Regions from separate parts of the Oryctolagus cuniculus genome. Here region 1 is linked to region 2. The links are chromatin contacts, called in public Micro-C maps. All regions are on one chromosome and are shown on one strand. Each heading gives the region's core, a stretch centred on a gene start, on an enhancer-like site or on the middle of the called end of the contact. The rest is flanking DNA. Distances are from core to core; before and after follow the strand shown. Region 1 overlaps SLC29A1 (solute carrier family 29 member 1 (Augustine blood group)). Region 2 holds the start of SPATS1 (spermatogenesis associated serine rich 1).

Region 1 (6,561 bases), core at 3,472-5,971, 110 kb after region 2:
GGGTGAAGCTGTCGCCTGCAGTGCCGGCATCCTATATGGCTGCCAGTTTGAGTCCTGGCTGCTCCACTTCCCATCCAGCTCTCTGCTTTGGCCTGGGATAGCAGTAGAAGGTGGCTGTGGGGAGCAACTCAGACTAGACTGTTACTCGAATTAAGACTTATTCTATGCATCTGCTCTCCCACAATATGGCGCTCGGAGAGGAGCAAACAGCTTCTACACAGCTGCCTCCAGTTCAACCAATAAACAGCAGGACCTGCTCCTGATTGGAGGAGAGCAGCGTACTCGGCGTGTGGGTAGCAGAGTTGGGATTGGTGGAAGAGGACTATAAAGGAGAGAGACAACATGCACCAGGAACACCTGAGGAACATCTGAGCAGCCCCCGAGAGAGCCGGCTGGCGGTGTGCCGCTCCCCCGCGGAAGTGGGGAATGTGGCCAGGGGGAACCGCCCTTCCACGGAGGTGGAAGGGTCGGTAGCCAACCCGGGAAGAACCAGCAGCAAACCCGGGAAGGGCTGAGCAGACAAAAGAACAGCGCAGGGTCCTGTGTCGTTCCTCCACGAAGAGGGGGAGCGACATAATGGTGCCGTGACTCGGATATGAAGCCTAGGCAGGGTTTAGTGTCGTTCCTCCATGAAGAGGGGGAGCGACAGGTGGCCCAAGTCCTTGGGCCCCTGCACCCACATGGGAGACCCAGAAGAAACTCCTGGCTTCCTATCAGCACAGCTCCAGCCATTGTGGTCAACTGGGGAGTGAACCAGTGGATAGAAGACCTCTCTTTCTCTCTCTCTGCCTCTCCTCTCTGTGTAACTCTGACTTTCATATAAATAAATAAATATTAAAAAAAAAAAAGTGGCGCAGCCGGGTCTTAAACCGGTACCCACATGGGATGCCAGCACTGCAGGTGGTGGCTTTAACTGCTATGCCACAGCACCAGCCCCAACTTATAGTATTTTTATTATAATTCAGTTTTAAGGATTTTCTGATTTCCCTGAAGGTATCTCTTTTGATCAATTTAAAAGTGTTTTACTCTTTCTTTCTTTCTTCCTTTCTTTTTTAAGATCTCATTTTATTTATTTGGAAGGCTGAGCAACAAGACAGAGGGAGAGACATAGAAAGATCTTTCAGACACTGATTCACTCCCCAAATGGCTGCAACAGCCAGGGTTGGACCAGGCTGAAATCGGAAACCAGGAGCTCATTCTGGGTCTCCCATGTGGGTGCAGGGACCCAAGGACTTGGGCCATCTTCTGCTGCTTTTCCCAAGTGCAGTAAGAGGGAGCTGGATCAGATGTGGAGCAGCCGGGACTCGAACCGGTGCCCATATGGGATGCAGCTTAACCCACTGCCTTGCCGCGCCAGCCCCTGTCCCTGTGTTTTTGTTTTGGTTTGGTTTTTGTACTTGAAAATTTGTAATTTAGAATGTGGTTAATATCTGCAAATGCTCCATGTGTCCCTGAGCAAAAACCCGTGTCCTCCAGCTGTTGAATTAAATAAAGCGATGCTGTCAAGCGAACACACCCATGTGCTGGTGACACCGGCCATAGCTGGGAGGAAGGGAGGTGGGAAAGCTGGGGAGGAGCGGAGCGAAGAGCCTCCTCTGAGGCAGAGCGATGGAGATGGGGGCCGCGGGGCAGAGACCCACCGCGGGAGGAGGGGTGGGCGCTGAGGAGAGACGGCCGGCCGGCAGGCAGAGGGATGTGCGGGAGGCCAGGCTGCAGCTGCAGATCCAGGCACCATCAAGCTGCCGGCTGCAGTCACGGGCAAGGTCAAAATCACTCAGGGATGTGGTGAGAGGGCGAGAGCCACTCCCCAAGTGCAGGAACCTACTCTATTCATACGCCTCTGACTGCGTGTCGCCTGGCCCAGGCCAGCCATGGCACCAGCGGCCTGACGGTGTGACTCAGTCTTTCCTTGCCACTGCTGGCGCAATCTCAAATGTCTGTCCTCCTCCACCATCACCCGCACTAGGCACCCCTTTCCGTCTGTGGCAGGGCCGTGTGGTGTTCTGGGCCTCCCTTGACTACCAAGGTAAAACCGGACCCCACACTGGTTCAGCCCAGAGCGAGTTACAGTCAGGGGGAGGTGCGGGAACAGGTGGCACCACAAACAAGCCTGCCCTACTCAACTGTTCTGCCTGCCGCCTGGCCTGTCCAGGTACAAGCCACGCCTCTTGGGTACGCAGGGCTCCTGGGCTGTTGACTGGCTCACCTCCTGCTGGGCAGACAGGAAGTGGCACACAGTGGGGGCCCAGGTTAGGCACCAGGAAGGACTCTCTGCTGGTTTCACCTGGGCAGGATGACGTGAGCTCAGTGTCCCAGGAAGCTTGGGTGGATCCAGAGTCAATGGACCACCAGGTGGGGGCGGAGGAGACTGACTTACCTGGAGCTTTGCAATTTGCATATTTTTGCATCCTTTACCCTTTCGGCCTTGGCTTTCTGGAGTGGGCACAGCAGTGGTCATGACTTTGCAGGATTATTGGGGGATCAGATGGGGTCGGGTGTATAAGACAGTGACAGCAGAAGAGAGTGTTAAGTCCTCTCCCTGCTCAGTATCTCAGTGCAGCATCACAGCTGGCCAGGTAGGCAGGGCAAGTATAACTACAGCGAGCAGCGAGGAAAGTGCGTGCTTCAAGGTCACCTGGACACAAGGGGGCAGTGCAGTCGGTCTGACATCCTTGGTCACCCACCTGCCTGGACTTAGATGTACAGGGTGGGTGGGGGCCGCGCTCCCGCCAGGGGGCGCTCCAGAGGGTGCCGTCATCCTCCTCCTCTCCCCACCCCCCGCGGGGTGGGGCTGGGACAGGCAGGCCCTAGTAGGCTCCTCGCCCCCTCCCTGGCTGCGCGCTGGGTCGCTGGGTCCGGACCGCCCGCTCCCGCCCCGTGAGCACTGGTTCACACTGGAAATGGCTGGGGTGGAATTAATGAGGCTTGGTTCTGGAAGCTTCCGGAGGCTCGGGAGCAGGGAGGGAAGCGAGTCTCCGGGGTGGGGGGCTGGGCAGACCATGTCCAGGTTGGTCCCACAGACCCTTGCGCCCCGTGGCTCTGGGGACCTCACCTCCCAGGCTGTCCTGCAGATGCCCTGCAGGTCTTTAACACGTCTCCTGGGGCAGGTGTTGGCCCCGACAGGTCTTTGCGCCTCGTCAAGAAATCAGGACCCGTTCTAAGGACATTTAAGAGAGAGGAGCCAGGGCTGCACCGCGGGTACATGGCGGGCTCAAGACAGAATCCTGAGCCCTGAATCCCAACCAGGGAGTGGGCAACGCCTTCTGGGGCTCTGCTGACTCGATTTAGCCCTCACCCCGCAGCCTGGAGCCAGAATGCCACCCTGCTGGGTCACAGGGTGCCGCAGGTCTGCCGAGAGTCCCCACCCCCAGAGGCCAGGTCCCGCTGAGGCTGAAGGAGTGCATGAGGGCGCAGAACAGCTGACGAGGGCGGAGCCGGGGTCAGGGTGGGGACCGGACACTGCGGGCCTGGCCCACTCGCTGGACACTCTGTCTGTGCGTGGGCCGGCCTTGGGTTTCAGGCGGGGCTGGTCCTGTTACAGTGACTCTGCATGTCTCTGCTCACCTCCATTTTGAACACTCGTAGCTGTAACTGAGTTGGTTTTGCCAACAACTGGGCCCTCCGGCCACTCCCCCGGGATTACCACCTTCACGCTCTTTCCATATTCGCGCCCAAGGACTCACGGATGCAGCCAACTCCCGGCTCGTGCTTGAGGCTTCCTCGCCACTTTCCAGCCTGGCTGCTTGGCCTCAGGCTCCTAGCTTTGCAAGAGAGCTTCAGGCCCCAGCATCTCGCCGTGGAAGGACAATCGTGTATTGCAGTGGCAGCCACCCCAGGGAGGACAGAGCTGGACACAGACCCTTCTGTGCGAAGCCAGCCAGGGTCTCTGGTGGATGCACAGCCCTCCGAACCTCATGGGGGCAAAATGCTGAGGACTGAGAGAGAACATCCTTGCCCCCCCCCCAGCATGACTTTGCCTGCAGCGCGCCCTCTTGTGGCCGAGAATCGTCACTGCAGCCAGGCGGCCGCAGAAGTGGGAGCCCCTTTTTTGCACCCCCCCCGCCCCCGCCCCCACCCAAATTTACAGGTGGGAACCCTGAAGTGTGGAGAACGCCATGCTGTGGGATAGCTCTTACAGCCGGAAGAGCTGCAACGCCAGGAAGAGACCCTAACCACACAAACGGACAGTCTGGGAGCCAGGCAAAGATCAGAGTGTGACGGAAGTCCCCACATTACGGAAGTGCCGAGGGGGCACAAGAGGAAGGCCCTGAGCTGCCCGGTGCGGCTGCGGCTGCGGCTGCAGGAGGAACCGGAAGTGCTCTTCAGATTAGCAGCCTGCTCCAGGCGGCGGCTCTGTTTGTTTTCAAGCTATTCTGGTGGCCACGTGTGGGGTGGATTATGAGATCAGGAAGCACGTCCCGAAAGGCCAGGCAGGAGGTGAAGGCACCGGGGAAGACACACAGGCTTCCGGAGGGGCTCCCGGGTTGGGGGCACCGTGGCCAGGGCTCTGCGCCCACTTCCAGCCGGGCAGACCACAGACAGGAGTCCCCACTCAGAGGCTCCGACAGTCTGGTCCCTCCTCACCTCCCCACCCCCCACCGTTGAGAAGGAAAGGGTCAGGGCTCCCCCTGCAGCCACGTAGGGCCCTTGCTTCCCTGAAGTGCCGCGGGCCAAGCTTTGGTGTAGGGGCAGGGTGCCAGGTAGGCCTTAGCCTTTTCCTGCCTGCCCGTGGTGTGGGAGTGCGGCCAGGGGCTGGTGCGGGGGCGGGGGGAGCTGGCCAGGGTTGCAGAGGACAGAGCAAAGGGGGTGGCAGTGAGACAAAGGAGAGGCCTGGAGCTGTCTGTCCCCAGTCCTATGAAAGAGGGAAGGAAGCCGCAGAAAAAAACTTGGCCTTCCGCAGTCTGCGCCAACAATCAGGGTGTCCTGGCTCCACGCCGGTCCCTCCCCTGAAGCCCCAGCAGGGGGCGCTGCGGCTCCTTCCTCTGAGACCCAGCCCCTGCTGGATCCTGCTCGTGACCAGGGCAGGAAGCCACGGCTGGAGGACACAAGGAACCATTGAGGAGACCAAAAAAATGTTTATTTAATCAGAGAGCCTCTGAAGGCACCTGGTTTCTGTCGAGTATAAAAAAGGCAGTAAAACGGCACTATACAGGGTGCATGATGGGTAGGGATGAGGCGTGGGAGTATGGGAAGGGGAACACAGGGAAGGGCAGGCGGGCACAGGGAGAAAGGAGGGAGGGGGTATCGGATCAGACCCTACAACGGTCAGTCCTGTCCCATGGGCTCCCCAACCCGTCCCCGTCCAGGCAGACAGACAGACGGACCTGATGCACACATCCGCTCTGAGCCCAGGAGCCTGTCCTGCAGGGATCACTCACAGCCAGGTGTGGGGGTACTCACGCAGGTGCAGAGGCTGCACCCCTCCCTGACTGCACCCCTTAAAAGGCCACAGTGTCCCCAACGTCCATCCACAGAGGCTGCGACCTCGAGGCCCGGGCAGCCAGGCCCAGCACAGCAAGCAGAAGTCAGCTAGAAGAGAAAACCTCCAGGCCACTGGTGCCCAGCCCAGGCAGGACGAGGGAAGGGGACAGGAGGTAGGCGGGCAGTGCGGTCCTTTTGTCTATCTGTGGTCACACGATCGCCCGGAACAGGAAGGAGAAGACGGCCCCCAGCGCCAGACCCAGGCACAGGAAGAAGGCCATGATGGCTCCCGCCGTCTCGGCCTCAGCCGGCTTTACTTTCCTAGAGGACAAGGGCAGGACCTCAGCCCCATGGCGCGCCCCTCCCTCGGCTGCCCCTCCCACGCCACACCCCCTGCACTCACTTGGGCCCGAAGCACATGCAGAGGCTGGCGAGGTAGCCGTTGGAGAAGGCGAAGGCGGCCATGAAGAAGATGTACCAGGCGTCGTGCTCAAACACCACGGCCAGGTAGCGGCGCGGCTGCACGTTGCACAGTAGCAGCAGCGGCACGAACACCAGCCGCGCCAGCACCAGGCCCGGCAGCCAGCGGCTGTCCTTCCCCGGCTGCAGTGGGGGAGGGGGGCACCAGGAACAGCCTCAGCCCCCAAGAGCCTGCACCGAGACCACCTCCAGGTCTGGCACTCGGCGGGGGTACTGATGGGGACCCAGGGCCCTGTGGAGCCCATCTACCTCCTGATCAGGGTATGTGAGCACACACGCGTCTCTACAGGAAGCTGCACACTTAAGATTACACCCTGGGCTATTCATAAACGACCCCTTGATGTAAAAGGAAAAAGGACCCCCCTCGTCTCTCGGGCTCCCCTTCAGGGTCTCACAGCTGGTGCCCCCACCCCCAGCCCGGCCTCGACTCACCCACATGAAGATGGCCGTGAGACTTCGGCCCAGCCAGTCAAAGATGTTGAAAGTCAAGAAACAGGATACGGGAATAAAGTAGTTCCCTGGAGGAGAAGGAGGAGACGACAGGAGACGCTGGTGGCCAGGGTCAGATACGGCCACCTTGGCCCTCACGGGGCCTCAGCTCCCAACCCAGGAGGGGCAAAAGGACCCAGCGGACTGCACCCGGAGAGGAGGTACCCAGGG
Region 2 (6,983 bases), core at 3,186-5,685:
TTGAGGATTAAACCAGTGGATGGAAGATCTCTCTCTCTCTCTCTCTCTCTGCCTTTCAAATAAATAAAATTTAAGTCTAACAACAAATTTCCTTTTCTCTTTTCTAAAATTTATTCAAAAGAGGCAGGCAGACAGGGGCCAGCACTGTGGCATAGCGGGTTAAAGCCCCAGCCTGCAGCACTAGCATCCCATATGGGCACTGGTTTGAGTCTCAGTTGCTCCACTTCCGATCCAGTTCCCTGTTGATGCACCTGAGAAAGCAGTGGAGGATGGCCCAAGTGCTTGGGCTCCTGCATTCACATGGGAGACCTGAAGAAGCTCCTGGCTCCTGGCTTCAGATCAGTTCAGCTCTAGTCATTGCTGTCATTTGGGGAGTGAACTAGCAGGTGGTAGATATCTCTCTCTCTCTCTCTCTCTCTCTCTCTCTCTCTCTCGTGTGTGCGCGCTCTCTCCCCCTGTCTACCTCTCTATATAACTTAGTCTTTCAAATAAATAAAAAAGTTTAAAAAGAAAAAGAGGCAGGCAGACAGATAGCATTAGCTCTCTCCTACTGATTTACTTCCCAAATGTCTTTGAAAACCAGGGCTAGAAATTGGAACCCAGGAACATAACCTGGTTCTTCCTTGTGGGAAGAAACCAATTTCTTAAATTGTCTCACTGCTGCCTCTCAGAGTCTGGGTGAGCCTAATGTTGGAGTCAGGAACTGAAGCCAGGCATAAAACCAAGGCACTTTATTTTTTGTTTGCTGTTTCCTGTTTTTAGGATTTATTTTACAGACAGAGAGAGATCCTCCATCCATTGGTTCACTCCCCAGATGGTTATAATGGTCAGGGCCGGGCCGGGTCAAAGCCAGCAGCCAGATGCTTTATCCAGGTCTCCAGCGTGGGTACAGGAGCTCAAGAGCTAGGGCCACCTTCCACTGCTTTCCCAGGCACATTAGCAGGGAGCTGGATAAGAAGTGGAGCAGCCGGGACTTGAACCGGCGCCCATATGGGATGTCAGCATCTTCGCAGGCGGCGGCTTCACCTGCTGCACCACAAGGCCCCAAACCGAGGCACTTTGCTGTGGGACAGGTACCCTAACCTCTGGCTAAACACCTGATCCTGGCCTCTTCCATTCTGATACTGATGCTACCATTACAAAGAGGAGCATTGTGTTGCTCTAAGCAAGTCAAAAGCCTCCGGGTGCACAGGTTTCTAGGCTCCCCCACTCTGTGTCCAGCTCCCAAGGCTGTCAGGAGGAACAGAGATGCTGAGGGGGTGCACCCTTCTAGAAAGGGTCCCTGTGCCTCAGGAAAAGCATCACTCAAATGCGATAAATGCCAAGTAAGCCATAAACCAGTACACACTAACAAGACTCTAAACACTAGGTAATAGAAAAAATGATGCAATAAAAAAAAAATCTCAAGAGAAGGTTCTGATGGCCACAAAAGAATCTGGGGGGAATGAGAGTTTAGGAAAAAGTCTGGTTCTTTGGTACCATCTGTGGGATTCAAGATACTGATTTCCATTTCTTCAGGCAGGAATAACACCTTACATAACCACAGTGCTCTCACACACTTCTCATCTTGGCTGATTTTCACAAACGCTCAGTCTACCGGGGAGAACAATACATCAAGTTATGTTCCTTTACTGGGGAGACCTTTTCAAGCAAACACCTGGTTTCCCAGCCCTGCTTATCTGCTCCACAAGCACCGTAAGTTTCTAGAGCACTGGCGTATGTAGCCCTTTTCACATTATAGAGCTGCTTCCCTCCTTGAGGAGTAATAAAAGCAGTGAGGCCGGCGCCGCGGCTCACTAGGCTAATCCTCTGCCTTGCGGCGCCAGCACACCAGGTTCTAGTCCCGGTCGGGGCACCGGATTCTGTCCCGGTTGCCCCTCTTCCAGGACAGCTCTCTGCTGTGGCCCGGGAGTGCAGTGGAGAATGGCCCAAGTACTTGGGCCCTGCACCCGCATGGGAGACCAGGAGAAGCACCTGGCTCCTGCCATCAGATCAGCACAGTGTGCCGGCCGCAGCCCGCCAGCCGCGTCAGCCATTGGAGGGTGAACCAACGGCAAAAGGAAGACCTTTCTCTCTCTGTCTCTCTCTCTCTCTCACTATCCACTCTGCGTGTCAAAAAAAAAAAAAAAAAAGCAGCAGTGGGTGGCTCTCCCTGCTAGAAACACACACACACACACACACATGCATGTATCGTCAACTAATTTGTGCAGCCCCTTCCTTCCTAAGACCCAGGGACTCTATATTAAACTGGTCCGAGTGGACACACCAACAGAGCAGAAAATGAGGGGCAGGTGCCGTGGAGCACTGGGCTAAGCTCCCCGACTTGAGAAGCCAGCATCCCACGTCAGATCATGGGTTCCAATTCTGACTGTTCCATTTCCCATCTAGCTCCCTGCTAATGCACCTGGGAAACAGAGAATGATGGCCCATATGCATGAGCCTGGGAAACCTGGATGGGGCTCCTGGCTTCCTCTTGGCCCAGCACTAGCTGCTGCAGCCATTGGGGAGTGAACTAGTAGATGGAAAATCGCTCTTTCTGTCATTCTGCCTTTCAAATCAATATATCTTTCAAAAGAAAAGGAAACCAGAAGTCTTCGGTTAATGCGATCTGGTGAATCCCAGGGCCTCCCGCTCTGCTGGCACCACTAACTCAGGAACATGGAGCTTACCTGGTCTACCCTATAAATAGCAGCTTCGTTCTTGACCCCAAACCAGAGTAGGAACAGCAGAAAGTCTGGAGTCTGAAGTTAGAATCCCGGAACCCTGTTCTCCTCGCCCTCTCAGCCATGTGGAGCTCTTACTGGTTCTTCCTCCTGCAGCTCTCCTGGCCCCGGGGTGTCGATGACTGTACCTGCCTCTCCTCTCCGCCCTGTGAGGACGAAGGCCGCCTCCCTGGGTTATAGAAGACCAGGGAGCAAGCTAAGATCCTTTGGGACAAAGATGGCCCATTCTACAGCCCCCTCCTGCAGCACACAGCACGCTGGAACAGGAAAGCCACACCCAGAGCACATGCTCAGCCCAAGGCATTCTGGGAGACTGTTCCGCTCCAAGTGCTCCCAGACACCTCCTCTGCCAGAGGAGCCAGCTATTACTTCGGGGGAGCACTGGACCTAGCAGGTAAGAAGCCGGGGACCCAAATCAGCGTCCTTGGGTTTAATGCCTGGCTGTTCACCCCAGCTTCCTGCTGCTGCACACCCTGGCTGGCAGCGGTGATGGCTCACATGGTTGGTCCCCAACACCCACATGGGAGACCTGGGTTGAGTTCCCAGCTCCCAGCACTAACCCCTGCCCAGTCCCAGCTACTGCAGCAGGTATTTGGGAAGTGAACCAGTGGATTGGAACTCCCTCTGCCTCCCAAATTAATTAAAAACAATTTAAAAAAAAAAAAAGCATCCGTTTTTGAGCTACCAGCCGGTACTCAACTTCAGCCTTTCCTTAGTGTTCCTGATCTCCACCCAAGCTGCCCATCCAACAAACAGTGCCACAAATCTGCTAAGGTCCGAGCAGAGGAAAAACAGAAAGGGTAGGGGCCTGTGGAAACGCAGACTCACGCCAAATCCCAGCCTCACGCCAAATCCCAGCCTCACCGGCGTGCGCCAAGCACTGGACAGGGCAGCCTCTGCTCCCTGCCTGGTCCGCAACAGTCTTCCCGCGCTGTTCCCAGGGAGGTCCCGGCCGGGTAAGGGAGACGTCAATCACTCCTCAGACAGTCCTTTCCGTGTGCCCCAAACTGGCCTGCCCGAAAGCTTCCCACCACGCCCCTGGGCCCTGGGATACCACGACCGCTGGATGCACACCCAGCCCTCAGCCTCTCCAAGAACTCAACTGTAACTCCTCTCGTCCTGGGCCATGCCGGCATCCCTTTCTCTGGAACCTTCTCCAGCTCTGTGCTGCAGATAGCTCTCGACGTGCTGTGGAGGTGGCGACTCCGCGTGCGGCCCCCTTGGGAACATGGAATCCCCTACGCACGAGATGATGGGAAACATTAGAAGCAACCGAGACACACAAAAAAAGCGCCCTGTGAGAAAGGCGCCAGTCGCAACAAACCGCGGCACCCCACGCGCCCTAGAGAGGCCAAGGTCAGGGCTGGCCTCCCCCCACAGGTCGTTCGCACCTCCGCGGCTGCCCAGCCCCTGCCCAAGGGAGGCCCCAGGCTGTGCCCGGATCAACGCACCGAACTGCCAGGTGCCTGGCGGGGGAGCCGAAAGCCCAGCGGCGAGAGCGAGAAGGAGGTCGCCGCCGCCGCCGCCGCTGGGCGCTTCCATCGCCAAGACGCGTTCCGCGGTTGCTGGGACACCGCGCCCGCCCCGCGCCCAGCCGGGCCGGGCTTCCGGGTCCTCTTCTCCCGCGGCATCCAGGCTCCGGGTCCCTCCGGGCAGGATGGAGCCTCCAGAGAGGCGGCTCCTGCCAGGGCCAGCCATCGCCGCTTAAATGTTCTCGGTTGTTTTTCTTTTTTTTAAGAGTTAGGGTGCTTTTCCAGGACATTTTTATTGCTAGAACGGTAGCCCTCCAGGAGCTGGGAATGCGCCTCCACAAAGCTGGCTGGTGCCCTTACAATTGGCCTGGATTGGACAGGATTCACCTGCCACTTACAGAGTGCCTTTTCTGGGCCAGGCGCCCTGGTGATGCTATCTTCCTAACACAGCCTGGTGCATTTTTCAAAATAGGAAACTGACTTTGAGCAAGGACCTGCTCAAGGTCGCCGGGAAGGCTGGGTTGCATTTCTGAGTCTGCTCATTCTAAATCCACCACAACTTTGATGACTCTTTCCAATCCTATTAGGTCTTTTACACAAAACTTTTTATTTCCAAATCTAGCTTAAGCCCCTAAATTCATATTTAGACTTAGTTTCACCTTTAATGAAGTGACCCAAAAAATGTGCTTTTATTTTTGATTTAAAAAAATGTGCAGATAACAAAGTAAGTGGTCCTCATAGAAATCTTGGGAAACATTGAAAATTATTGCTAATACCCGCAGTCTCACAATTCAGAGATCAACCACTGTTCCAGGTATGTAGCTACTGCTGAATAACAAGTCGCTTCAAATTCTGTTGCTTTTAACCACAACAATCACCATATCTCTGGGTTTTGAGGGCTGGCTAGGTGAAGCTGAGCTGTTCACCCTCGGGGTCTCTCCTGCGGTGGCATCAGGTGGCGGATAGAGCTTCTGCCGAAGTCTGATGACTCAAGTGGATTGTCCGCTGGGGCCTTTGCCAGGTCACCTACCTACGGGCATCCCAGAAACACCAGGCAGGAGCAGTACTGCCTTCCAAGTCTCCACTTCGGGGAGAGGGAACCCAGGCCCCACCTCCTAGTAGGAGAATCAACACATTGTATGAAGAGCCTGGGGGATTGGGGATCTGTCCTGTCCTGGAGAACATAAGAACATAAGATGCCACACTCCTTAAGTATAAGGGCTACTTCCTCTCTGTCCTTTCTCTTTTCTTTTCTTTTCTTTTTTTTTTTTTAAGATTTATCTTATTCATTTGAAAGACAGAGTTACAGAGAGAGGTAGAGACAGAGAGAGAGAGGTCTTCCATCCACTGGCTGCAATGGCCAGAGCTGTGCCAATCCGAAGCCGGAGCACCACGCAGGTGCAGGGGCCCAAGGACTCAGGCCATCTTCTACTGCTTTCCCAGGCCATAGCAGAGAGTTGGATTGGAAGAGGAGCAGCTGGGACTAGAACTGGCACCCATATAGGATGCCGGCACTTCAGGCCAGGGCGTTAACCCGCTGTGTGACAGCACCAGCCCCTCTGTCCTTTTTCAATGCACATATATGTTAATGTAATTACAATCTAGCAATATATCCAATTGGACTTTTAAGGTATTTTATCCTGAGCACTTCCCTCTGATTAGAGTTTTTCAAAACATAAACATTTTGTCTGTTTAATTCTCCTGTGATAGAAGAGATAATAGCTTTATCACAGAAATGTTTGCTGGGCAACAGCAGAGCTATTAATGGCGTCACCCAGGATGCTGGCAATGATGGGAAGACAGTGATTTTTGTCTTAGTCCACTGCTCTGGGCCAAGCACCTAGCAAAGTGCCTGGCACATAGAGACACTCAATGACCATCTGTTTCAATGAGAGAATAATTGGGTGGATAAGAGGGTGGGCAAATAGATATATGGGTGTATAGATAGATGGATGGATGATTAAAATGATTGAGCTGAGCCTCGCTCTCTCCTGTTTGCCTTCTCCTGAGAGGAAAGAAACCAGGTTACACACACACACACACACACATACATACCCACAGCCAAGATGTCAAGATCTAGCTGTTGGGCCAGTGACGGCAACACAAGTGTGTAAAACCTCGAGTGGAGTTCTGTGACCTGTGGCTCACACCCTGCTGTTACACTGCTGCTTAAACCTCCCAGCCGCTTTGTTCTCCACCCTTGGGCAAGTTTTATTTATTTCCATGTATTTGTTTTTATTTGAAAGGTAGAGACAGACAGACAGACAGACAGTGAGAGAGCTCCCACCTGCTGGTTCACGCTCCAAATGCCCACAACAGTCATGGCTGGGCCAGGCTGGAGCCAAGGACCTGGCGCTCAATCTGGGCCCCCCATGTGGGTGGCAGGGACATAAGTGCTCAGGCCATCACTGGCTGCCTCCCAGGGTGCATACTCATTAGCAGGAAGCTCGGGAGCCAGGACTTGAACCCAGCACTCTGATACAGCATGTGGGCATCCGACGCTACAGTGCTCTAAATCTGAGGTGCCTGCTGCATTGGGGCCTGATGGGCAGCAATCCTGAGGCTTGGTGCACACCGAGCCACCTAAGGGGGTCCCTGAGGCTGCAGAGCTGCCCCAGGTCAACTTGGCCTCCCTTGCAGCCTACGGGGGCCCAGGACTTCCCACGCCTAGCAGCCCTGTCAGCAGAGACAGGAGTGGGGGATCCTGGTCTGCCCTCAAAGCCTGCTGAAACTCCCAGAAAACCTTGCGCACCACCAGGAGGGTGAATGCCATAGAGAAGAAGAGCTT

What was found. A called contact is a pair of places that touch in the nucleus more often than the background predicts.
Region 1: a contact with region 2 is called in a Micro-C map of ear pinna, with 10 times the contacts expected there. The contact joins the enhancer-like site here to the promoter of SPATS1 in region 2. A contact is called at or near these places in 2 of 6 Hi-C or Micro-C datasets (ear pinna and an unstated tissue).

Annotation. Positions count from the first base shown.
Region 1 is chr5:125,894,915-125,901,475 of mOryCun1.1, forward strand. SLC29A1 (solute carrier family 29 member 1 (Augustine blood group)) reads right to left here. Exons shown (of 14, transcript XM_008262977.4): 12 at 6,334-6,419; 13 at 5,825-6,024; 14 at 5,056-5,742. The coding sequence ends at 5,631. Among named protein-coding and RNA genes, the nearest start is that of HSP90AB1, 13 kb to the left of the region's middle. Within about 2 kb of position 4,722, at least 4 of the 8 cell types and tissues checked have an H3K27ac peak or open chromatin away from gene starts, as enhancers often do. A contact at or near this core is called in ear pinna, where this site is marked.
Region 2 is chr5:125,780,309-125,787,291 of mOryCun1.1, forward strand. It overlaps SPATS1 (spermatogenesis associated serine rich 1), which reads right to left and starts at 4,436. Exons shown (of 8, transcript XM_070074045.1): 1 at 4,175-4,436; 2 at 3,827-3,961. The coding sequence starts at 4,421.